Regions from separate parts of the Mus musculus genome. Here region 1 is linked to region 2. Evidence: chromatin contacts called from public Hi-C data. All regions are on one chromosome and are shown on one strand. Each heading gives the region's core, a stretch centred on a gene start, on an enhancer-like site or on the middle of the called end of the contact. The rest is flanking DNA. Distances are from core to core; before and after follow the strand shown. Region 1 holds the start of Eny2 (ENY2 transcription and export complex 2 subunit). Region 2 holds the start of Lrp12 (low density lipoprotein-related protein 12).

Region 1 (7,245 bases), core at 2,691-5,190, 4.5 Mb before region 2:
TAACAGAAATTACTTCCCAATTGAACTGTGTCACACTCAAGAGAACAGACTTGCTTTCCTTGCTTCTCTACTCTTTCACCATCTTTCAGAGATGCGTTATGTGGTATGGTTACTGTGATACCTGTTAGCCTTCCAATTTCAAAAGCCATAACCCAACTTTATGCTCTTTCCCACTCTCTCTTCCTCAAAATGACAATCTCATTCCTCTGGTTTGTTGGGTTAGAACTTGGGAATATGCTTCATCTAGCTACATTTCCATTGCATGAGTAAATCTTCCACTTCCAGTTTTAAAATGCTTGCCTACAATTCAAATGTTTCTCTGCCAAGAGTACCCTAGTTCCAGCCACCTTCTTACCTTGTCTGAACTTAGATCTAACTTACATCCACTCCCTGCCTCTTCCCTCAAGCATAACATTCTCTTCAAAATCTTCCAGTGCCTTCCCAACGTCCCCAGGATAAGTTCTAAGACAAATAACCTCTGTCTTCCCCTCAGCTATGCTGACTCCGTTTCCTCTCCCTTTACCTACTTTCTTAGACAGCACACTCAGGCAAGGTTATGTTAACACTGTGGCCACTGGAGTCCCCATTCTGTCATAGTCCTCTGATGTGCTATCAGATACTGTACCTTTTCTGTCTAAAACATCACCCTCCCTGCAGACCTCATGCTTGATTTTTACCCTGGCACTCTGAATCACCATGTGACATATTACACAATTATAACGTGTTTCCGGCCATTAAAATGTTAGTCCCATGAAATTAGACTTTACTATGTGTATCCTGGGCTCTTAACAGAGAATGGCACCTGACAGGCACTATACGAATAAGAGAGAAAACCACAATTCTCTAAGCATATACTGTCAACACCCCAGCACAGCATCTGCTATCTCTTTCTTCACATGGAGGTCTGTTTCTCCTTTGTTCTCCCTTCCATTTTGCTACTTTCTACCTTCACCACATCATCTAATTAATTTTTCTACCATCTATCTTGGTCCCTTCAAATCTACATTCCCATTGATAGAACAGTATCTACAATGAAAATATAATCTAGTCACTCCCTTTCCAAAAATCCTTACTAATTCCCATTATCCAAAGGTAAAGACAGAAACGTATGCTTTTGCAAGTAACTCACTCAGTTTCTGCTCTGTAAGAGAAAAACAAGCAAACACTACTGTGTCATTCTCCCTGTATAAATCTGGACAAGGTTCTTGTAATGTGAAATATGACCTGGGCACGGCTGCGCATAACTTGCCTATTACCTAAGCAAGATGGTAATCAAGTGAGGCTCTTTGCTGAGATAGGTACTCTGAGCTGGTGGAATGTAAATTTGGAACTGCTAATCTCTGCCACCTGTGGGTAGGGCCTGTTTGAGAATAAAGACAACAAAGACGAAAGCAGAGCTGAGAGAGGAAAAGATACATCTTGCAACAATATCTAAGTGCCTGGACTAAATGATGCATAAAAGCACCTTCAAATTTTCAATATTTTAATTAGATGGGCTTAAATAGTTCCATTGGTCAAAACAGTTCTGAAATTCAGTATGTTTTCAATGGCCAGAATTCTTACACAACAATTCATACTCCTGCATACTGTTCCAGCCACAAGCTTTCCCACTTTGCCTATATTGTGAGTTCCTGAGCACTTATCAGGTACCAAAGCTCTGGCAGCAGATTCTGCTGCTAGACTATCCTTTCCCTCTTTGACCTTGGGGACTGCAGATTCTTCTTCCACACTAGGTGAAATTCTTTTATTACTGAAATTTACTCAAACACCTCCAGGTAAAATGGAAGCAACTCCACAGTTCCTGACATTCCTTTGTACACTTGATTACCCTGCTCTGAGAGCCATTCTGTTTGTTTCTCAGCCCTTTCTTTAAACGTTTGCTCCTTAAATTAGGTTTTGAGCATAGCATTATACAATGGGAATACAAAGGTATCTCTGTCATGGAGGGTGGATCACACTGAAGACCATAAGCTAATGGAGTAGGGAGTGGATACAAGAGCTGGAATTTGAAGATACATAGCTGAGTATTTAAATAAGAGGAACAAGAAAGTCCTTCAGAAAATAGTAACAGCACATGCTGCCCCAGAGTTAAGGGCCTGAGGTAATTAAACACAGTTCTATAATAAAACCTGGGTAATATTCTCCAGCTGTAGATATTTGTGTCTTTGCGGTCTCTTTTCCACTTTGTTAAAAATGCCTTAGCAGTGTCACTGATTGCTTATCTTTGTATATGACACTTCCGAATCTGGTAATGCTGATTCAAACTATTACAGATGTTAAGAATAGAAACTCTGATAAGCTTTACTTTTCTGTAATTCTTTCCAGGTATGTTTTGGCCCTTGACACTTGAAATTCCTCCAATATAATTATTAAAGATGGTAAAACCTACTTTATTGATACAATTTATTACTCACCGTTCTCTTTCTCCAGTTTCTATTAACTTTTGGTTAATCGCTGCTCTCATCTGCGCATCTTTGTTCATCTTGCTAACCTGGACATCAACATGCATTTTGAGATACATAATATTTAGAAAAGTGTTTCCTTCTAAGACCTCTCTAGACAATCATCCTAATACATTGAACATTATAATAAGGAAAGGATGATAATTTTAAGTACCTTACATGGTATTATTATTCTTAGTACTATTTCCTGTATCCCAATTCCCTTCCCTCATAAGCTCTTTATTGTTTATTTTCTTTGTCTTTTTAAAAAGGGAATAACTACTATTATAATACCATTAAGCACTTATGTACCTAAAACTGAGAATATTTAACCCCCAAATTTGCTCTAATGACACAATTCCATTTTACAGATGAGAACACTGAGGCACAGAGACAGAATGTGAAGTCAGGTACTTGGAGTCCCACCTTATTTAATTGTACACTAATATCTGACTGGCGTTCATTTCTGCATCTTAACTGCATTCAATTTCTGGGTAAGCCATAGCATGCACACTAATAAAAGATACGACTATGAAAAATGAAATAAGACTATGTGCTTGCTTTACCCAATAAACTTCACGGAGAATTACAACTGCTACCCTAGCTTTGGATTTCATATCCTTATTTCTGAAGGGTAAGTAAGAAAACGAATTTCAAACTAGTCTTTGAGAAATTCTTCATTTTCAATAAAAAACAGACAACCAATGCCAAAATAGGTGTAGGGGAAAAAAAAAAAAAGCAAGGTTAACTTTTGAGCGCATTTTTGCCATTTAAAAGTCAGGTTTAAGTTAATGTTTTCCTACTTAGTGTGAATCTTCTTTTGTAATTCTCCGTCTTGTCTGTATGGAAATTCAGACTACAAAGAATTTTCAGAGTTGGGCTGCGCAAGAAGCAGGTGAACAGAGGGTTAATAACTAGGCAACGCTTTACTTCTGTAGTTGGGGCTTAACATTTCCAAATTAACTGCAAAAGTTTAGACAGTGTCATAGCAAGAACAGCAAAACTTCGTCTCGTCTTGGCCCCTAAAATCACGGATAGTGACCTTGGGCAAGTCACTTAATGCCTAAAGGCCTCAGTTTTCTCACTGGTAAAACCAGGGCGCTAGGGACTCCCTCCCGGTTCTGACATTCTTTAGGAAAATGCAACACGGCGCAGACAGCTGGAGAGGCGGGAGGGGAGGAGCCAGAAAACAAAGCGGGGACTGGCTCCCGGCCAACTCCAGCAGCACGCCCTGTCGGAGAGCCCTACAGGCCCGCGAGCGAGCGAGCGAGCGAGCGCGGGTCGGGGAAGCTAACGAAAGACAGCACATCGAAAGGAGCCTGGGCTGGGCCCGGGTCCCGGCCCTGAGGACCACGGGCATAGCTCACCACCATCACCGCGGGCGAGGGCCGTCCCTTCCCAGCGACGAAATGACCCTTGCGCTGACGACCGTTACCTACCACACTCTTCGGCTGCCCGGACTTAGACCCTCAGTAGCTCGGGCACCTAAGCACACAGAAAGCTAGACCACGCATTTCCGGGGCGGGATCTGGCCACCCTGCCTATAATGTGAGAATTCAACTAGCGCGGGCCGCCTTCTGGTCGCTCGGCCCTCTGGGTAAGGAAGTCCAGAGTCTGTTAGCTGACGTGGGTTCAGGGATCAAAAAACTACATTTCCCAGCATTGCAACAGAACCAAATTTCTCATGGACACTACACTTCCCAGAAGAGACGTGGCGCCGCAGAGTCGTCTGGGATGGGAACCACGCCGTTTCCCAGCCTCAGTTCCAGGAGTGAAGCGCGGACCTTTCAACAAGAGCTTTATTGATTCTCTTGCTGGGATCGGGGGAACGCGATGGAGGCGGCCAATTGCTCTCTGCGGGTGAAAAGACCTCTGCTGGATCCCCGCTTCGAGGGCTACAAGCTGTCTCTCGAACCGCTGCCCTGCTACCAGCTGGAGCTTGATGCAGGTGGGATCGGCGGCACCCTCTCGCACCCGGTTCCTTCTTGTTGAGGCTGCCATTGGCGCAACCCTCTGTCACTCCGGCTAGCCAGCCACCTCCTGCCGGTCTGCACCTAGAGCGGCCGTCCACGCGGGGACCCGAGGATGCCCCCTTTCCTTCCGCGCCTTAGCCGCGGCACTGTGGGCTGGCCTAGGCGTCCGCAGCTCAGGCTCGGATGTTCTCCGCCCATACATCTCTGGCTCCTGCTCTGAAGGTTCAAGTTGTCCTTCCTTCCCAAACCTTACCTTTAGTAAACGTGTTCGCTGAGAAGCCACACCTCCTTGGAAAGTCCCCAACTCCCTTTTTCCTTCTGACGCAGAATCATTTCTTGGGAGAGAAAAATTTCCACATTCAGTTAGCAGTTTCAAATACTCGGGTCCTGGATCATGCTACAATTTATTGAGGGCAAGTGATTTAGTGCGCTTACTGTTGCTTGCTGCTACTACTTATTTATCTGTAACTTCCTAGAGGCTATTCTCCTTTTTACAACCATAGGAATTGTAGTTTTGTTAGGGAAAGTGTCCAGGGATTTGTGTTTTTAAATACATGTCTCTGCAGATTCTTATTTTGATACAAGTTTTCCATAGGTTGTACTTTGAGAAATAGTGATCTAGAGGTGTTAGTCGACGTTTGAGTATCAAGCGTTACTTATGTATGTATCTATGTATCTTTTCTCTAGATTGTATCTAGATTGTAGGGAGTCTATTCTTGACTGTCCTGGCACTTGCTTTGTAGCCCAGGCTGGCCCAGAACTCACAGATAACCAGCTGCCTCTGTGCTGGGATTAAAGACATAAACAAGTAGACCAACAAATGCTTGGGTTTTTTGTTTGTTTGTTTGTTTGTTTGTTTTTAAAGTTTCTTAAGTGTAAAAGTAATTGTTGTGGGCCTGTTTTGTGATTCATCGAGATGATTACGTGATTGGTATAATCATGAGTACCTAATAAATCATAATCCATTCACTAATAAACATCTAATTACAGTATGGGCAAGTAGTGAGAGGAACGTGAGCAAATGTAATGGTCTAACTGAGTATGTTTTCTCAACTTGTTTGGAGACCTGGGAAAACTTCCGGTAGGAGTTGATGAGGGACTTGAGTTGTGAAGGAAAACAGGTAGCTGTTGGCTGGTATAAGAGGAGAGGTGCTTCCTTCTTTTTGTTCTTTCTCTTGGACGTTTTTTGTTGCTTTTCTTTCTGTGTCAATAAATGATCCGGCCATGTTTAGTTAGCCAATTGATTGGAAACAAAATTCGAAGGAACAAAACCTAATGGCTCAAGCCAGCAGGTTCTCCTCACTGCTCATTCAGTTACGAGTTGGCAGAGGCAGTTCTAGTCAGCTTGATTTGTCTAGATCACTTGCCAGATGATCTTGACTTGAGTCTTCCATATGGCTGGTCACCTTTCAACAGGCTAGCACAGGCTGTTTGCGGAAGTTAAGTCACGGTGTACATGCTGTTCCAGTGGCTGTCGACACATTTCCACTTGTTCCATTGGGCAAAGCAAATTAAATAATCAAGTGAAGAATTGCTGTTGGAAGACCCTAGCAGAGGGTGGAGATCTAGAGCGCTAAAAGTTGGGACAGTGAAAGTCTAGGAAATTATATTACTCTCTGTTAATGTGAAATCAAGGTACTAAACAGGTATAATGCCCAAGTTTCCTTGTGCCCTTGTGTAACTCTCTCTGCTGGCACCCACAGTCAGGAAATGAGAATGCTTACTCTCAACCTGATTTCTCTTTATTCAGTAGTGCTGCCCCCATTAAGATCTAGGTAATCTCTCATAGGTTTGCCCAGAGGCTTATCTATAAGATGATTTGGGATGGAGCTGGTTAGATGGCTCAGCAGGTAAGAGCACCCGACTGCTCTTACCTTGCTCTTACCTGCTCTTGAGTTCAAATCCCAGCAACCACATGGTGGCTTACAACTATCCCTAATGAGATCTGACTCCCTCTTCTGGAGTGTCGGAAGACAGCTACAGTGACTTACATATAATAAATAAATAAATCTTAAAAAAAAAAAGATGATTTGGGATCCTATGAAGTTGACAACCAAGATTAGAGCTGTCCATTTTTCTGCAAATCTCATTTTCTTTACAGCTGAATATAATGCATTTCATATACGTGCATCTGTGTAGCTTTCCTTTATTCAGTCATCTATTGATAAACATCTAGATTGATTCTGTTTCCTAGCTTTTGGGAAGAGAGCAGTAATGAATGTGAGTGTGCAGGGATCTCAGTGGTAGGATAGAGAATTCTTTGAGTATATGCCCAAAAGTATAGCTGTAGGGTCATAAGCTTTGGAGAAACCTCCATATAGATCTCCATAATGGCTATAAGTAGTTTAAATTTCCACTAGCCATAAAACGGGATCATCGGTGTGCGCTATCCTCTCATTTCTTATGGATGACACTGAATCTCAAAGTAGGTTTAATTTGCTTTTTTCCTGATTGCTAAGGATGTGAAACACTTTGATGTGTAGTGATGTGTGTTTTAGTTTTTTAGTTTGTTGTCGTTGTTATGTATAGTTAGCTATTAACTTTTTGTCTGAGTATAGAGCTAAAGACTTTCATTCTGTAGTCTGCCTTTCACTCTGTTAATAGTTTCTTTGCTGTTGAGAAAACATTTTAATTTTATATCATCTCGTTTATTATTTCCTGTGGTTATTTCCTGTGCTGATAAAGTATTGTTCAAAAGTTTTTTTTTTTCTTTCTGTGCCTATATCTTGAAATGTATTCCCTTTAATCTCTTGTAGCCATCTCAGTATTTCAGATTTTGATAGAGTTTGAAATAATTTTTATGTAGAGTGAATATAGTCAATAATTTAGGA
Region 2 (6,710 bases), core at 2,765-5,264:
AGGGACTTGGAATGAGCTCCTATCTAACAGGAATTCCATTTATATCCTTAATTAATCATGAGAAATATTTAAATGTGAAGACAAAGATATGCATTTAGAAACTTGCAGATCAACAACAAAATCCTAAGAGTATTTATTTCTAACAAACAAAATGTGTAGCTGCTTATTTTCCTTCATTTTTCTTGATGGAGGCAATGATTTAAAATGTCTACAAAAAATGTTATTACTACTTACAAGTTCATGCAGCAGATACAATGGTACAAGGACAAACATACGAGGATTTGCTATGTGGTGTGGAACCAGTATTATGCTTCTACTGTAGTTACAGTGCTAGGATGTTAGAGCACAGAACAGAATAAATAACCACAACAAATGTGCTGAGGAACGAGTATTCAAGTTGCCAGGATTGCAACCTTGTATTACTCCATTCCAATAAAACAATTTTCTTAGGAAGAGTTCTCATTTGTTTAATTACCATCTTTAATATTTTCCTGTTATTTATTTGTATTATTTGTTTGTTTTTCTTTTGAAAAAATAATAATTCAGTGGTGGGGAGATGGTTTGTCTTTTGTTTGGAAGTGTGCCAAGAAGAAAACCCACACATCATCAATTTTTGTTCAAATAGAAGATGATGCTCAAAGTGCGACATTTAAATTCCCAGACTAACCTCAGTGTTGAGACCCTCAAATGCTACCAAAGAGAGCACGATTTATAATCCTTGAGACAGAATTTTTTATTCATGACATAAGTAAAGATTAAACCATATGTGATAGTAAACAAGGAGAAAGAGATATTTGGGATTACTTTTAAAAAGTAGTTTGAGTATTTAAGGGCATATTGCCATAAAGTGAATAGTGTAGCCCTTTTCAGAATACGCTAACGAAAAGGAAGTCCACACACCTCTCCACTCCTCATTGTATATTCTCGAGAAGCATGAGACTCACTTGGAAAGGCATTAAGCAGCAACTCAGAGTGCCTTTAATGAAATTTTCTTAAACTTTAATGGTTGACAGAGTTCTTTCAGAGTCTGTGGAAATAATCTCCCTATGAGAAGTACATGAACACAAAACTTCAAACTGTCTCAGCAGGCATAAAAGATCACTTAAAGACCTTTTATGGATATAAGGACCCAGAAGAAGAAGCAGCTGCTTCTTAAAGGCATGATTTATGCTTTATAGGCTACAAATCTGAACTGTCCAAGCATAATAAATACTCCACTCAATGGAATGGTTACCAATACAAACCTCTTTATAGCCAGAGTTTTAATGGATTTCAAAGGGCTTCTTCATACGATCCAGTTGATGTACAGCCTAGAGAGCCAGGAAGGTAGGGTGGACAACAGGAGTGATTATCCTGCCCAGTGCCTGATAACATGCCTACTCTATAACATGTTTTGTAACATTTGATAGTCTATTAGAATTATTTTAAGGAAAAATGTTCCCTTGTAAGACATATCCTTAGAACTACTTACAGGGCCACTTTCTTTGAGCCGTCTAAGATAGACAGCTAAAAATGATGGGTTTGGTTTTTGGGGGGTTTTTTGTTTGTTTGGTTGGTTGGTTTGTTTTGTTTTGTTTTTTCGAGACAGGGTTTCTCTGTGTTGCCCTGGCTGTCCTGGAACTCACTTTGTACACCAGGCTGGCCTTGAACTCAGAAATCTGCCTGCCTCTGCCTCCCGAGTGCTGGGATTAAAGGCGTGCGCCCCCATGCCCCAGCTAGAATGATGGTTTTTAAAGTTTCAGAAGTTGTGTTCTTTCATCCAAAATGCTTGAAACTTCAAAATCTTATGTGTGGGGCAGTTGTGGTTATATATATATATATTTTTTTTTTTGTTGCTTGTTTCATTGCTCAGTGCTTTGGAGCAGTTTATGGATTGGCGTTGCATAGCCTGTATTGGTAGAGGTGTTCTTGAGACTATTTCAAGGAAGTTTGTTTTGTTTTGTTTTTTGTTTTGTTTTTTGTTTGTTTTGTTTTTGTTTTGTTTTTTGCAATTTGCAGATCTCTATGATTCTAAATTTCTTTCTTTTTTTCGGGGGTGGGGGTGGGGTTCGAGGCAGAGTTTCTCTGTATAGCCCTGGCTGTCCTGGAACTCACTCTGTAGATCAGGCTGGCCTCAAACTCAGAAGTCTGCTTGCCTCTGCCTACCAAGTGTTGGGATTAAAGGTGTGCGCCACCACTGCCTGTTTTTTGTTTGTTTGTTTTTTGGTCTAAATTTCTTAATATACTTCAACCAAAACAACATACTGTAACAGATTGGCTTCGGAAACAGATATGGGAATCCAGATGTTTTCAGCCAGACAGACACAAGGAAGGTCTGCAAAGAGAGAAACTACACCACTTTCCTATTTGCTTTAGAGATGGTAACATGGATTCTTATGTTTTATTTGAAAAGAACTAAAAATAGTTAAAGCTTCCATTTTAATTTCTAAGTAGAAGTTCTCCAGAGTCCTCATTAAAATTTAAGAAGGCTAAAGGGGCTTAGAAAACAAAAGATTGATTATTTGACAGTCGAAGAGGCCACTCAGTAGATGAACAAGTGTTTGTGGAGGAGTGCAGGCGAAAGGGTCCTGGGGGTGGGGGGCACCATGTGTCTCCTCTTGGGACAGAGTTCCTTGAATGGTACTGAAAGTGATGGGGTGGGAGACGAATGCAGTACAGTCTACTTTTTCATTGTGTTTGTGGCCTGACACAAATTCAATGAACAGAAAAAGCTCTGGGAAAAAACAAAAAACAAAACAAACAAACAAACAAAAACAGCGATCAGAGTGTAGTGTCATAAAACAAGGAATCATATCTGCTGATTGCAGAATCAGGAACAACAAAATTGCTGTGTTCTCAAAAAAGAATAGAAAAAAAAAATCCCGGTTCAGGACTTTTGTTTATTGCCATCTTGTAAAAGATTTCTTAAGCATTAACTTTTCTCTTCTGACATATAATTTCAGGGGGTCACTAAAGGGTCAAATAAGCAAGAGATACAGGAAAACTCTAATGTACCTCCCCAGGCATATACTAAAATTTAATGTAACTGATGGGTACTAAGCATTTTGCTTGAGTTTCCTGCTAGTGTGAAAGTGCTTGACTTTGGGATGGGGGAAACAAAGTCCGTAGATTTACTTGATAACTCCTTTGGGATAATTTAACCTCTTTGAGTCTCATTAGCTTATCTAAAACGTGGATAATATTCATCTCACAAGATTGTCGGGAAACAAAGATAGCCTGTGTCAACAGTACAGCATAGGGCACTGCTGATCTTCAGCGAATAGTGGACAGTGCCTGTAAATGGCAAGGACAGCAGGCAAAACAGTGCAGACGACACTTTAAAAAGGTGGAAGTGCCAGTGTGTCACTACAGACAGAAGCTCTATGGGTACTTAAGGGAAAGAAGTGTCATACTTGTTAGGAGCTGAGAAGAGGCTTAGGGCGGGGGGGGGCGGGGGGGGGTCAGGGATATCCCTCTTTCCACGTCCCAGGTCCACTCCACCCCACCCGAGTGTCAAAAGGGTCTCCTGCGTCTTCCCTGCCAGATTAGAAGCACAGACCCTGTAGCCCGGCCGGATGTATCCCCAGATCCTTTGGCTGAGATTCTACATCAGGTTATCCACAGGGACCTACGACCCATTCACTCTTTCAGAGCCAAATTCAAGCGGAGCCGGCAAGGTCGGGGGTCTTAGCAACGGACTTCTAAGTTCCCACCCCTCTTCCCTCCACGCGTAGCTCATCAGCCTAGAGGATCTCCGGGGAGGGCACAACACCAAGGCCGGGGACTGCGGCGGAGCTCGGTCAGAGCACATCCCCGCCGTCCCGCTCCCCCCTCCTTACTCCCCACTCCAGCCCTCGAGCCCCTGGAACCCAGCGGCCGGCGTTCGCGTGCTCGCACATCGATTGGCACTGCCTCGCTACTCCGGCTCCAGGCGCGGCGAAATCCGCCCGAGCTCGGCCGAGTCCAGGGAAGCGCGGGGCGGGAACCAAGACAGGCGGGCCAGGGGATTGCCGAGTGCACGGATGAGCGCCGGTGCCGGCTCGCGCTCAGTCTGGCGGGTGGCGGCGCCGGCTGGTTGTGCGGCGCGAGGCCGGAGCCCCGCAGTTGCCGGCCCTGTCGCCTGCGGCTGGCGCGCGCGCTGCGCGTCCCTGCCCCCGGGAAGGCCGGCCCGCTAGGGGCTCGCGCGACCGACGCAGGGCCGGCGGGAGGGAGCGCGCGCGGGCGGCCCCGCCCCTCCCCCTCCGCCGCCGCGGAGCGCGCAGGGAGCAGCCAGGGGCTCGGCGGCGGCGGCGTCTGGCCCCAGCTCCTCCTCCTCCATCTCCTCGCTCCCTCCATCTGCCGTGGGTATGGCCCGTCGCTGGAGCACAAAAGAGTCTCAGCGGCGGGGGTCGGCGTGGCTCTTGCTTTTCCTCGCTGGGGTGTACGGTAAGTGTCCACCTCCCTGCGCCCCTCTGACCGAACAAAGCTGGGGCGACCCCGGGGGCCCCCCGGGCCTCCAGGACGGGCTGTGCTTGGGCGACCCGGGGAGACCTGGGTTGCCGACGGGACAAAGACCCACGCGGGATGGTGCGGGGAGGGTTGTCTGCCCGCGGGGATGCTGGGGTCCTCTGGCCGCCGCCGATCCTTCGGAGCGATGGAGGCGGGCCGGTCCGAGCCAGGGGTCCCTGCGGAGCGACGGCGTGCGGGAAAACTCCCCAGCCCGGCGCGAGGCCCCCGGCGGCTCGCTCCTCTAGCGCTCGCTGCCGGCTGTACAGTCCTCGCGCACAAAGATGTGACCGTGAGACTACGAAGGGGAGGTCGCCTCCGGGACGGTCCTGTCCCAGATCCTTCCCGAGGCAGGAAGTTCTCTTCTCAGTGAAATTGCTGTCGTGCCCATCTCTCTTAGTCCCCATTCCCTCCAAAAGCACCCCGATTGCTTCCTTCCCACCCCTCCACCTCTGCGCCTGGGGCTCTGTGGGTCTCGGGCGTGTAGGATCTCGTTCCCCAGTAGCTGCACTGGAGAGAAGGCCAGAAAATAGTTTCCAGCCCCACCTCAGTCTTTCTCTATTGGGACGTACAAGTCTGCCTTGACTCCCAGTTCACTTATCATTTCATCTGTGCCCTCTGATGCTGTTGTGACTCTTGCCTCATTCCGGTCTGCGATCTGGTTAGGGACACTACTTTACGGATTGCAGTCTGATTGTGTGTCACGACCGTGCTTTGTATGAACTAGAACTAAAGGAAATTAAGAGGACTGCTCACCACTGAGACCTCAGCTTGGGCTCTGACTTCACCATTCTTAGTTCTCATGAGTTAACTCCTTGAATGGATATTGCAGAGAACACAATTAACATTTCCATTTTGGAGTAATGGTTTGATTTCTCCAGAAAAACAAACAGAAGCTACGGGGGGGGGGGCGGGTATTTTTACTTATAAAAAGTCCACTTCATTTGCCACAAATACTAATTCAGTAGTATAGTGGCGGTGGTTTCTGTAGCATATAATTCCCCAGCATATGGTAGCACCTCTTTTGAAAGTATTTGTCTTTAATCCCAGCACTTGGGAGGCAGAGGCAGAGGCAGGCGGATTTCTGAGTTCGAGGCCAGCCTGGTCTACAGAGTGAGTTCTGGGACAGCCAGCCAGGGCTATACAGAGAAACCCTATCTCGAAAGTATTTATCTGTGGAATTAAATATGATGGTAACTTTCAAACCTTGAGAATTCTCATTATATGAAAAATATAATGAATGTAAATTGGCATTTCATGATGGCTAAGAAATAGTAATATTTTCAGTGTAGTTCACACGTGGTGTGTTATTTTGTTCTGATCAGGTGATGGGCTTATCCACATTTGATGTAGTAACTGTCAGTGATGTGTTTGTGTGGGACCTGACTGTTCACCGTTAGTGCCATCCCTGCTTGGCTGATGACCTGTGGGTTTGGGTCTACACCAGAGATCAATAAGCTATTATGTTGTTTGTTTTCTAGCCTGGAGGTGAGTAAGTCCTGCTCTAGGTTTGGTATAATGGCCCAGGAGAAAGGAGAGTGAGAGGACTCTTTAATCTAGGGTGATTAGGAATGTCCAGTTGTGTATGCTCTGCACTGTTATCAGAATTGAGTTTATGTGATGTCTGATCAGACTAAATAAATAAGTTGAGTCTTCAGGAAAACTCATGCCATTGGTGTTTGAAATAAAGATCCTTTGCCTTCAGAGATAAAGAGGCTGTAAAGCAGTATTGGTCCTGATGTATTCATTTATAATACACAGTGGACTTCTGGTAGGTACTTTACAAAGGTGTTTGTGTTCAGTGAGGAATTGAAGTCAAAGGCCAAAACTCCTTTTTCCACCATTGTGGGATCACGGTTATAAAGCTGTCAGGTGATAATTCCAAAGGTTGATGTCTCCAACCACTTGAGTTTCAAATGATAAGGAAATAAGAGGCAGTGAGATGGGCAAAATATTGAACTGTACTGACAGAGCTAAAAGAAACTCTTCGTCCTGAAGCCAGGGACATTCTCTGTACAGCTGTGCACGAGTGTGCACGAGTGTGTGTTGGGTGGGAGTGGGAGGGGGTGTGCTCGAGTGCGTGCACACCCGGGTGTTTCTGTTTCCTCACCCAGATTTGGGTTTATATTATTAGGAAAAGAAAAACAAATAACTGTAGCAATAGCTAAACTGTACTGGAATAGGAATAGTAGAGTTTGTGTGGTCTGTGTTAAAGTTGTCATGTATAGTGGATATACCCTGACAGA

Evidence for each region. Hi-C and Micro-C count contacts between places; a contact is called where the count stands out from the background.
Region 1: a contact with region 2 is called in a Hi-C map of uterus, with 6 times the contacts expected there. The contact joins the promoter of Eny2 here to the promoter of Lrp12 in region 2. A contact is called at or near these places in 1 of 39 promoter capture datasets (pre-B cells) and 1 of 484 Hi-C or Micro-C datasets (uterus).

Annotation. Positions count from the first base shown.
Region 1 is chr15:44,424,806-44,432,050 of GRCm38.p6, reverse strand. It overlaps Eny2 (ENY2 transcription and export complex 2 subunit), which reads right to left and starts at 3,940. Exons shown (of 5, transcript NM_175009.3): 1 at 3,809-3,940; 2 at 2,415-2,491. The coding sequence starts at 3,814. Nudcd1 (NudC domain containing 1) reads left to right here and starts at 3,744. Exons shown (of 10, transcript NM_001113554.1): 1 at 3,744-4,389. The coding sequence starts at 4,275.
Region 2 is chr15:39,941,298-39,948,007 of GRCm38.p6, reverse strand. Lrp12 (low density lipoprotein-related protein 12) reads left to right here and starts at 4,014. Exons shown (of 7, transcript NM_172814.4): 1 at 4,014-4,404. The coding sequence starts at 4,326.